Linked DNA regions of Mus musculus: regions 2 and 3 are each linked to region 1. A link is a contact called in public promoter capture Hi-C data. All regions are on one chromosome and are shown on one strand. Each heading gives the region's core, a stretch centred on a gene start, on an enhancer-like site or on the middle of the called end of the contact. The rest is flanking DNA. Distances are from core to core; before and after follow the strand shown. Region 1 holds the start of Zfp449 (zinc finger protein 449). Region 2 holds the start of Rtl8a (retrotransposon Gag like 8A). Region 3 holds the start of Mospd1 (motile sperm domain containing 1).

Region 1 (2,734 bases), core at 134-2,633:
AAAACAGGAAAACACAGCAACATGAACACAAAACACAGAAAACAAACAGAGCTGTCTCCTACCTTGGGGCCAACTTTGAAGCAGAGAAATCTTCCCTCAACACATTCTCCAAGGCTTCCAAGATCTCTCTAAACAAATCACACTTTTTAAAAAATTATTATTATTGTAGTTCCTTCGAATTCTCAAAAGCATAGGTGGGCAGCCTCTAGGATGGAGATGGGTTCCCTGGGGATAGGTCCTGCCTTTGTGCAATTTCATTTGACTCTCAGACCCAAAGAATCATCAGGCTCCCATAACACCTTGGTTGAGATGAGCTACTCTTCCTTCAAAGATGACTAGGGCCCTGGTAAGAGTAACAGTGGCTTTGCAGGACTTGAGAGTCAGGGGCTCCAGGCCTCAGCTAATGAGAACAACTTTGGCTTGGATGAAGCTGTCTTCAGTGCCTGCCAACAACACCGCTCCTCCCATGTCTGTCTTGCTTCCACCGGATCATCAAGGAGGAACAAGAACAAGCAGCTTTTTTCCTTGCTATCTTGGACACACTCAGGTCTAGATACAGGTTCTCAGGCAGAAACAAAGTCCTAGGGCTAAAATTCTGGCACACACAGACCAATAGCCCCAGCCTCGGACCAAAAATGAGCATTTTTTCCCAATCAGCACTATTGTATTTAGTGGCCCTTGGACCAAGTCTCACTACAACTCACTGACAAAGGAGAAGGGAAAGTTTGCTTTCAAGGGCAGGAAAAGCAGGGAACCAATTGGAAGACTTGAAATAATGCCAGAAGGCTAATCTTCAAACTTCAGAGACCACTGGGGGCTGTTGAAGGTGGAGAGGAATAGGAGGGTTCCCTAGATGGAAGCTCTAAGCTTACAAGAGGAAAAAAAAAACTAAGATGTATATTCAAGGTCACTGTGGCACACAGACAACACAGATCAGTCAGAATCCCCCCCCCCAAATTTTTTTTTTTTATTATTAAAATGGCTCTAAGCTCTTTTGCTCTCCAGGGTGTCGTTAGGGACCCTGAAATCTGAGTTTTAAAAAATGCCTTCTCAAGAACCACCTCCTCCCCGAGGGAATCACTGAGTGGGTAGGGGCTGTTTTAAACAAAGTTTTTCCCCCACCTGCATCAATTAATCTAAAGCTGTTGGGAAGTAGCTCTTACTTGACTCACTACTCGGGGCTCGTCCCACCCAATCCCCTAGGACCATAAAGCTATAAGACCGGAAATAGGAGCTCTTCCAATGCAGCTTGAAACTAGGTGGAAGACTAGAAGAGTCCCAGCCATCCCCCACGTCAGCATCCTAGTGGGCTCTAAAAGCGGCGGGCGGCGTGGAGCCTGCCGGGAGCTGTAGTACTCAACGCGGCTGTGCGCCTGCGCCCTGGGCAGTTGCCGGTGAGCTTGGGAGAGCCGTGGGCGCAGAGGCGGTGAGTCCCGGAGCGGACAGAGGGCGTGGCTGTCCCTGGGGCGCGGGCGCGGGTAACGGGGCTCTTTTTTGCAAGGCTGGGGCCACACAAACTGGCAAATTTCATATGTGCCCTGGGAGCCAGGCCCCAGGAGCAAAGAGGAGCGGCGGGCTCCTATTCGTTCAGGGACCCCGCCGCCGCTCCCTGCGACCTGGCCAGGCCTTGCTGGGAGTCCACGATGGCAGGGAGTGCCCATCTGGGTGGTCGGACATTGTCATCCAAGAGCTCTTGGACACCACGTCCCTAACACTGGCATGGGGTTTTAAACCAGCTTTTAGGCTTTTCAGGGACATGTCACGCCTGCTGTTTCCCCAAGTGCCCTCTTTGATTAACGGTGCCTTACGGGTAGGCCCTGTGAGGGTGGATTCAGAGGCAAGCTTGGGGGCGGGGGGGGGGGGCACTGTTCCTTAATGAAGTGAAGTTTTTACTATGTAGGGCCCAGGAAAGAAACCTAGAGAAACACTTCCCTGGTAGACGTGGTGGAAGGTTTTGGGTCAGCCAGGAGAGGCTTCCCTAGCCAGCTGTGCGACTGGAGCAGCTTAAGTACTGGGTCCCCAGCCAACAGACTGCAGATCCTTGGATATCCTCCAGCAACGGTTCCATGCCTGGGCTCAGGAAACTAGAAGCTTCCTAGGAAGGAGTCTTGACCAGCAATAAACTTCACTTGAGTTCTCGCCTTGTGCCAGGCGGGCTGCTATTCACTTTCTGTGCCATTTGATCCTCGAAGGATTATTTTTTATGACGTTGATGCTATCGTTATGTGCTTGTTGTAAACAGAGGCATTTGGGTGTGAGGACTGCACAGCAAATTATGCCTAAATACATTTGGCACAGAAGGACAGGTTACTGTTACAGTGATGGTTGATATGAAGTCAGTTTCAGTCCAGTTGACAGAGTGGGAAGAGGTTCCGGACTCTTTTCCTTGAATCCTCTTCAAAAACCTTAAAGAGGACAGGTATAAGAGTTGTCTCAACCAAAAAAAAAAAAAAAAAAAAAAAAAGTATAGGCAGAGGCAGGCGGATTTCTAAGTTCAAGGCCAGCCTGGTCTACAAAGTGAGTTCCAGGACAGCCAGGGCTACACAGAGAAACCCTGTCTCGAAAAACCAAAAAAAAAAAAAAAAATAGTTGTCTCAGTAGATGGGGGAGGGGGCATAGTGTATATGCATATTCAGGTCCTGAGCCCTGGATAGACATGTATACAACCAACCCTGTGACCTCAGAGATTGCACTAAAAATATCTTGACACTATTAGTTATTTAGGAAGTACCGT
Region 2 (2,939 bases), core at 299-2,798, 2.7 Mb before region 1:
AATTCCATGCTAACTTTGTTTTTGAACTCAGGAGTCTTTTCTAAGAAATCCTCTGGATCATAAAAATCACATTGCTCTACCCTGATCTGAATTAAAGATTTACGTTGTGGCTTTAAGCAGTATCACAAACAGATTTTACCTTAGAGAGTAACATAAGTGACTGAATAGCAGGGCACAATCACCACCTCTTGAACATGGACCCCACCTACAGACACCTGCAGGGGTTAAGGTTGTGGGGAGGGGTGGTAGGATGCTATACTAAGTAAGACTCCATTTCCTTTTAAATAGCATCTGATGTTTATTCAACGTGAGGAAAAGGCTTCTGTACAGGTAGAGCAGACAAGAAGGAAAGAGCACAGGGGCTACTGTGTTGGAAAAGGCATACACATCAGAGAAAGAGCTGCAAGCTGGTTTCTCAGGAAAACCAGCTAGTCCACAAGACAAAATGGGAGACAGCAGGTTTCTGGGAGCAGGGAGGGGAAGGGTCCCGCTGAAGGTGAATCAATGTCCATGGGCCGTGGGCAGCCCAGGTACCTCCCAGGTGAGTCCGGATCAGTTAAGGGCAGCAGCCAGTCCACAGATGGGTTGTGCAGGGGCTTGAAATGGCAGCGTCAGCACAGGCCTTATGGGCAGAAGCTTGCAGTCTGTCCACCAGATAGAAAGCAGTGGACAGCATGACATGTCCATCAGGTGGCAGGTGATCTGTCCATTAGGTGACAGGAGCCCATCTTGCAGCTGGAGCCTGGGACAGTGTCCAAACCTGCCAGGGATGGGCTGAGCTGTCAACAGTGGGAGGCCTTGTGCTCTCCAGAGCCAGGCCCAGCAGGGACAGCAGCAGGGGCCTGGGGAGCTATTCCTGGAACAAAGGCTAGGACACAGGAGGAGACAGGGGCGCGCGCATGCGAGATCTCCAGGCAGGGCGGGCGCGGGAGGTGGGGGAGTTCTCGGGGTAGGAGGGGGGCCCGGGGGGAGGGCGCACTCGGCGACCCCGGCTGCAGCCACAGGACAACACAGCAGCAGCCCACCCTCCCGGAGCCCCAACCCCAGGCCAGGCTTGCCAGAGGCCTAGAAGTCCTCATCCTCCTCCCACCCGAACACCCGCTTCATCTCATTCAGGAAGCCGTTGTAATCATTGAGCAGGGGGCTGTCGATCTTGATGTAGGGGATCACCCACTGCAGGGCCCGGCCCTTGAGGCGGGTGATGAGGAACGTCACCTTGAGCTCGTCGGTGTCGAAGGTCCTGTCGTCCACCAACATGTAGGAGCCGGTCTGCACGATGAACTCCGGGAGCTTGTCCATCTCGCCATCAAACAGCTCTGGAAACGGGATGGGGTTCCGCCGACGGCGCCGCCTGTTGTGCCTGAGCATGTAGGCCTTCGGCCTCTTTACCTTGCCTTGGCCTTCCATGACGCTGCGCTCTCTGGGCTGATCTAGTCGCTTGGTGGCCGGGCTGGCTGGAGGCTCTCCGGACTCTTGATGGGGTCAGCTGTGCTTTGCTGGATCTGCAGAGCACAGAGATTGTCAATTACAAAGGCGTCGCCGGAAGTGCGTAGGAGAAGAGGCGTGCCCAAGGTCTCGGGAAGGGGGCGTGGCCTTTGAGCGGGACATTGGGCCAACTTTAGATCTATAGTGATCTCAGCCCACAGGGTTGTGAGCTATTTCAGGCGCCAGTCCAAGAGAAGCATTAATAGGGTTAGTGGAGCAAAGTAATTTGTGCCCAAGACTTTCACCAAGGTAGTGTGGGGCCAATGTGGTCTCTCATTCTGTAATCCCAGCATTTCAGAGGCTGGGGTAGGAGGATTATCATGATTTAAGGTCACTCTGTCTACAGAATGGAACCCTTGTTTCAGATGAGGAAAAATTGCAGCGACTATAACTCGAAGGGCTTTCCTGGCTTGCTTAAGACCCTTTAGTTCATTGTCTAGTTCCCTGCTTTGTGGTGTGTAGGGGCGATCACAGGATGGCCTTAGTTTCCCTAGGGGAGTGTACCTTGGAACTTTGCATTAAGATCACAACTGATTCTACTGTTTTGGAGAGCATGCATATATCTGGAATTAATTTACTCTATTGTGAGTATTCCCATCTTATGCTGTTTTACCTTATGGGTTCCTTCAAACAGCCCAGCCCTTGACACATTGTTTTTGGAAATTTTCCTCAATGGTTTTCTAATATGTTCCTCAGTATAACTTAATCTATGTGATGATGCCTTATAATTAAAATTGCTGACTTTTACTTGGCACATCACTGAAAAGCTATGTCTCTGTGTGCTGTGGAAGTTTGTTCCTGGTATCTATATTTTATTATTTATTGATTTATTTTTGAAGTAGCATCTTTCCTTGTGTCCCAGGCTTGTACTTTCAGTAGTCCTGCCTCACCCTCCCAAGTTCTGGGATTCCAGGTGTGAGTTTCCATGCCAAGCTTTGGTATGGCTTTTAGGAGAGTAAAACAGTATTGGGAAGGGATGTTCCATTATGGATCCTTAAAGGATAAGCCCTTCCCTGTTCATTTTCAAGTTGGCATAACTCAGTTCATTGTGGTTGCATAAACTGAGACATTTTCTTGCTCTATAAATTACAGACCATAACATAATAAGCTTCTTCAATCTCCTTCTAGTATCATGAGTTCTTGTGGTTAGATCATCCAGGATTATCTTTTTAAAATTCATTTGATTTTTTTTAACCTATAGTTCTATAATTTTAATTCCTACTTGCATTATATGCCCCTTTTCTGAGGATTAGGACACAGGTAACTCTGGGGCAAAGTTATTCTATATTCCTTTGTATAAAGACTTATTTCTTACTGATTTTTCCTTGATAAATTGAGCTTGTAGCAGGCATGATGGGTTTTACCTGGTACTCCACTGAGAAGAAATAAAAGCTGAAGCAACTTCAGGTAGAGACAAGGCCAGATTACATAATTAGACTATCTCAACCAAAGCA
Region 3 (3,097 bases), core at 460-2,959, 3.0 Mb before region 1:
AGAAAAAATATAAAATATCTGAGACTAAACATGCCTTTGCCTATTAGTACTCTACTATAGAATATTGCACATTACACTCAAGTGTGTACTACATGTAAAGGGGGTCTACCAAAACCCCCTTTAAATTTGAAAAATTCGAAAATTTCAAGTGTCCTGGCACGGCAGGAAACCTCTATTGCACTGTGAGTTCTACATATCCCTCAAAAACCAGTTTAATCTCACATCCTGTTTGAGAATACGGACTGAAAAATTTTAAAGACACATTTGGCCATGTTTCCTGTTCTCCAAACTTACCACCGATCTATACCAAATATATGAAATATACGTGTAATTGAAAAGCTGGCTGTCTACTCCTTACTCAATTTCCTGACTGTAGTATTTTATACACAAAGAGCTTTCCTAATACTTACAGGAAGTGTGGACAAGATTTTCGTCACTAAGAATGTATTAAATCCCATGTGTGCCTTTCCCGAAAAGAGTAGACTTTCTCCTGTCTGGAATTCACATTAAAAACAAAAAGTGTTCCAATAGAACAGGACTGCCTTTTAGGCAAAATTTAGGAACTTGAACTTTTTTTCAGGGTTACTTTCTCTTAAAATGTCCTTAAAGGACAAAATACTAGGACCCTTTGCACTTCTTACTTGCCCTGTGGCTTTCCCAAGTGAACTTTCCTTCCATTCTACTAGCACAGCAATGCTACTTCAGTGAGAGAAAGACAAATGTCAGTTACTTTCCCCAGAGGGAAACAGCAGAAGATTAAGGGCTGAGGTCTAGGGAGGGGCTAAAACCTTCCTGCCTAAGACCAGCCCCACCTGCTTGGGGCCCAGCCTTTACAGCCCTATCTCCACACTACCCGGCTCCATGTGAAACTGGTCATGTGAGCCTGTTTACAGCTGAGCAGCTGGTGCAACCATCAGGATCTGTGCAGAGGTCCAGGGAGGGGTAAGGATACAGGCCACTTACCTCCTTTCTCCCCTATGTAATTCCAAGAAGATACTTGCTTCGACCACCAACCACCCTCCCTCCCAGTCTCTCTACTTTCCTTCATGCCCCTTCAGGCAAAGCCATCCTGGGACGCCTGGCTCCGGTCGCCCCCCGCCCCGTTTCCGTCCAGTTGCTCGCGGGGGGGAACGGCTGAACTGCAGGAAGGGCGAGGACAGGGTCATCCCAAACTAGGTAGTCGACTGACTTCCCTCCCACAGCCCTCCAGGCAATGTCCGCCAAAGAGTTGTCCCTAGAGCTGCATCCCCAAGGCAACTGAACTCTTGTCGGGCAGGCAGCGGGAGGTTTCGGAGGCTGCCTTCGTCTAGGCAGGGGTAGCTACACAACTCTGCTGGCCCTGGAGACCCTGCAGAAGGGCCACCAACAGTCCAAGAACGGTGGACCCGCTGCCCGGTCCCCGCCACCCACCTTAGCCCGGCACTGAACAGCCCTGCTGTCAGTCACAGAGCCAAGCTCTGGCTACGGGTACTGGCATTGTCTACACCGGAGGGGGAGGTCTCAGCCATGTAAGTTCCATGTCTTCCCCGCAAGTCAGAGAAAGTGGGTGACGGGACATTGAGGGACTCTCACCTCAGCAACACTGGCTCCTCGGAAAGCAGCTGCGACTGCTCCCTGCTCCTTTGTCAGAGTCTCCAGACTGCACTGCCTGCTGGGATATGGGAGGACTCGACTGCCACCTCTCCCCGCCCAGGAGGATGAGTCGCAACTGGGGGGTGGGTGAGAAGAGGAAGGAAAGGCGGGCCCGGGGCGGGGTCTAGCCGGGGGCGGGGCTTCTGTGTTGCCACCTGGCTTCTGGGGTTTCTTCCTTCTCTATGCTTCAAACTACTTCCTTTGTCCTCTGGCCGCCCCTCCTTTTCCTCCGCCCCCCTCACCCGCCCCCAGAGGATTAGAGGCTTTCTCTGAGTGCAATCTCTTTGCACTCATTTGGTGGTGACCTTTGACGTCTGCCTCATTCACTCCTCTCCCCAACTCAGAATGCATTCCATACAATGAATACCCAAGGCTTGTGACTCTTCCTCTGAGACTCTGTATTAAGCACTAGCTCTCTTTCTCCACTCTATCATCGGCGCAAAGCAGACTGTTCAGGATTTGTTCATGCTGCTACAGTAGCTTCCTATTTGGATTCATTCTTTCTACTGTTACTTTGTCTAAACTATTGCCCAGACAGCAATCCAGTTGGCTCAGTCTAAGGTATAGGTGACCCTGCTGTTCTACTTAAAGCTTTTCAAGCCTGGCATGGTAGAACAAGACTATAATCCCAGTATTCAAAGGCTGAGGCAGGAGGATCCTGAGTTAAGACAAATTTGAGTTACAAAATAACAATTGACTTTTAAAGGGGAAATCTCTATTCTCAGGTCTGTACTCTATTCTTAGAGTCTTTCAGGCAGGTATGCTGCTACAGGGCTTTAATCCTAGCACTTAGAAGGGGAAGCAGTAGATCTTTGAGACTGAGGCCAGCCTGCTTATATATGAGACCCCATCTCAACACCAAGCAAACAACAAATGAGAGAGAAAAGACTTTTCGGCTAGGAACAATGGACAACTGTTAAGTCAAGCACCAAAGGGGCAAAGTCCCAAAGACCCCAAGGACTTCATATCTCAGCAGCCTGGCCTACCTAGCAAGACCCAGTGTGCTGGACACAAGACAGCCAGGATAGAGAAACCCTGTCTCAAAAAAGAAAAGTAAATGAAATGGAAAACACTTCAAAATTCAAACTTAATTATGTTCAAAAAGGAACAATACGGTCCAAGGGTACCCTCTGCACAAGTATAAGACCCAAAACCTTCCTCATTACTCTTAATCAATGGGTCTATAACAGTAGATATCACTTGGGCCCTAGGCTCTGAGACCTTTACTCACAGACTTTGTGCAATGCTCTTATCTGTCTTTTGAACACCTATCTTTCAGGATCCAGGGGAAATGTCACTTTCCCAACTAACCTTTCAGAATCTTCCATAAGAACGACATGTCTTATTTGTTTGTCTGAAACGTGGCCTGACTATAGCGCTAGCTGGTCTGACACACGTTATGGAGGCCAAGATGGTTCTAACTTGCAGTGATCCTCCTATCATGCTGGGATTACAGGCATGTACC

What was found. Promoter capture Hi-C pulls out the DNA fragments that hold promoters and counts their contacts.
Region 2: a contact with region 1 is called in a promoter capture Hi-C map of pre-B cells, with 4 times the contacts expected there. The contact joins the promoter of Rtl8a here to the promoter of Zfp449 in region 1. A contact is called at or near these places in 3 of 39 promoter capture datasets (cranial neural crest, hippocampal neurons and pre-B cells).
Region 3: a contact with region 1 is called in a promoter capture Hi-C map of 3T3-L1-derived adipocytes, with 4 times the contacts expected there. The contact joins the promoter of Mospd1 here to the promoter of Zfp449 in region 1. A contact is called at or near these places in 5 of 39 promoter capture datasets (3T3-L1-derived adipocytes, cranial neural crest, frontonasal cranial neural crest and 2 more).

Annotation. Positions count from the first base shown.
Region 1 is chrX:56,345,014-56,347,747 of GRCm38.p6, forward strand. Zfp449 (zinc finger protein 449) reads left to right here and starts at 1,384. Exons shown (of 5, transcript NM_030139.5): 1 at 1,384-1,426. It overlaps Gm38625 (a long non-coding RNA gene), which reads right to left and starts at 1,383. Exons shown (of 3, transcript XR_878111.3): 1 at 1,164-1,383; 2 at 63-128.
Region 2 is chrX:53,642,215-53,645,153 of GRCm38.p6, forward strand. Rtl8a (retrotransposon Gag like 8A) reads right to left here and starts at 1,549. Exons shown (of 1, transcript NM_024170.2): 1 at 274-1,549. The coding sequence starts at 1,407. The coding sequence ends at 1,066.
Region 3 is chrX:53,368,850-53,371,946 of GRCm38.p6, forward strand. It overlaps Mospd1 (motile sperm domain containing 1), which reads right to left and starts at 1,710. Exons shown (of 6, transcript NM_001290514.1): 1 at 1,573-1,710.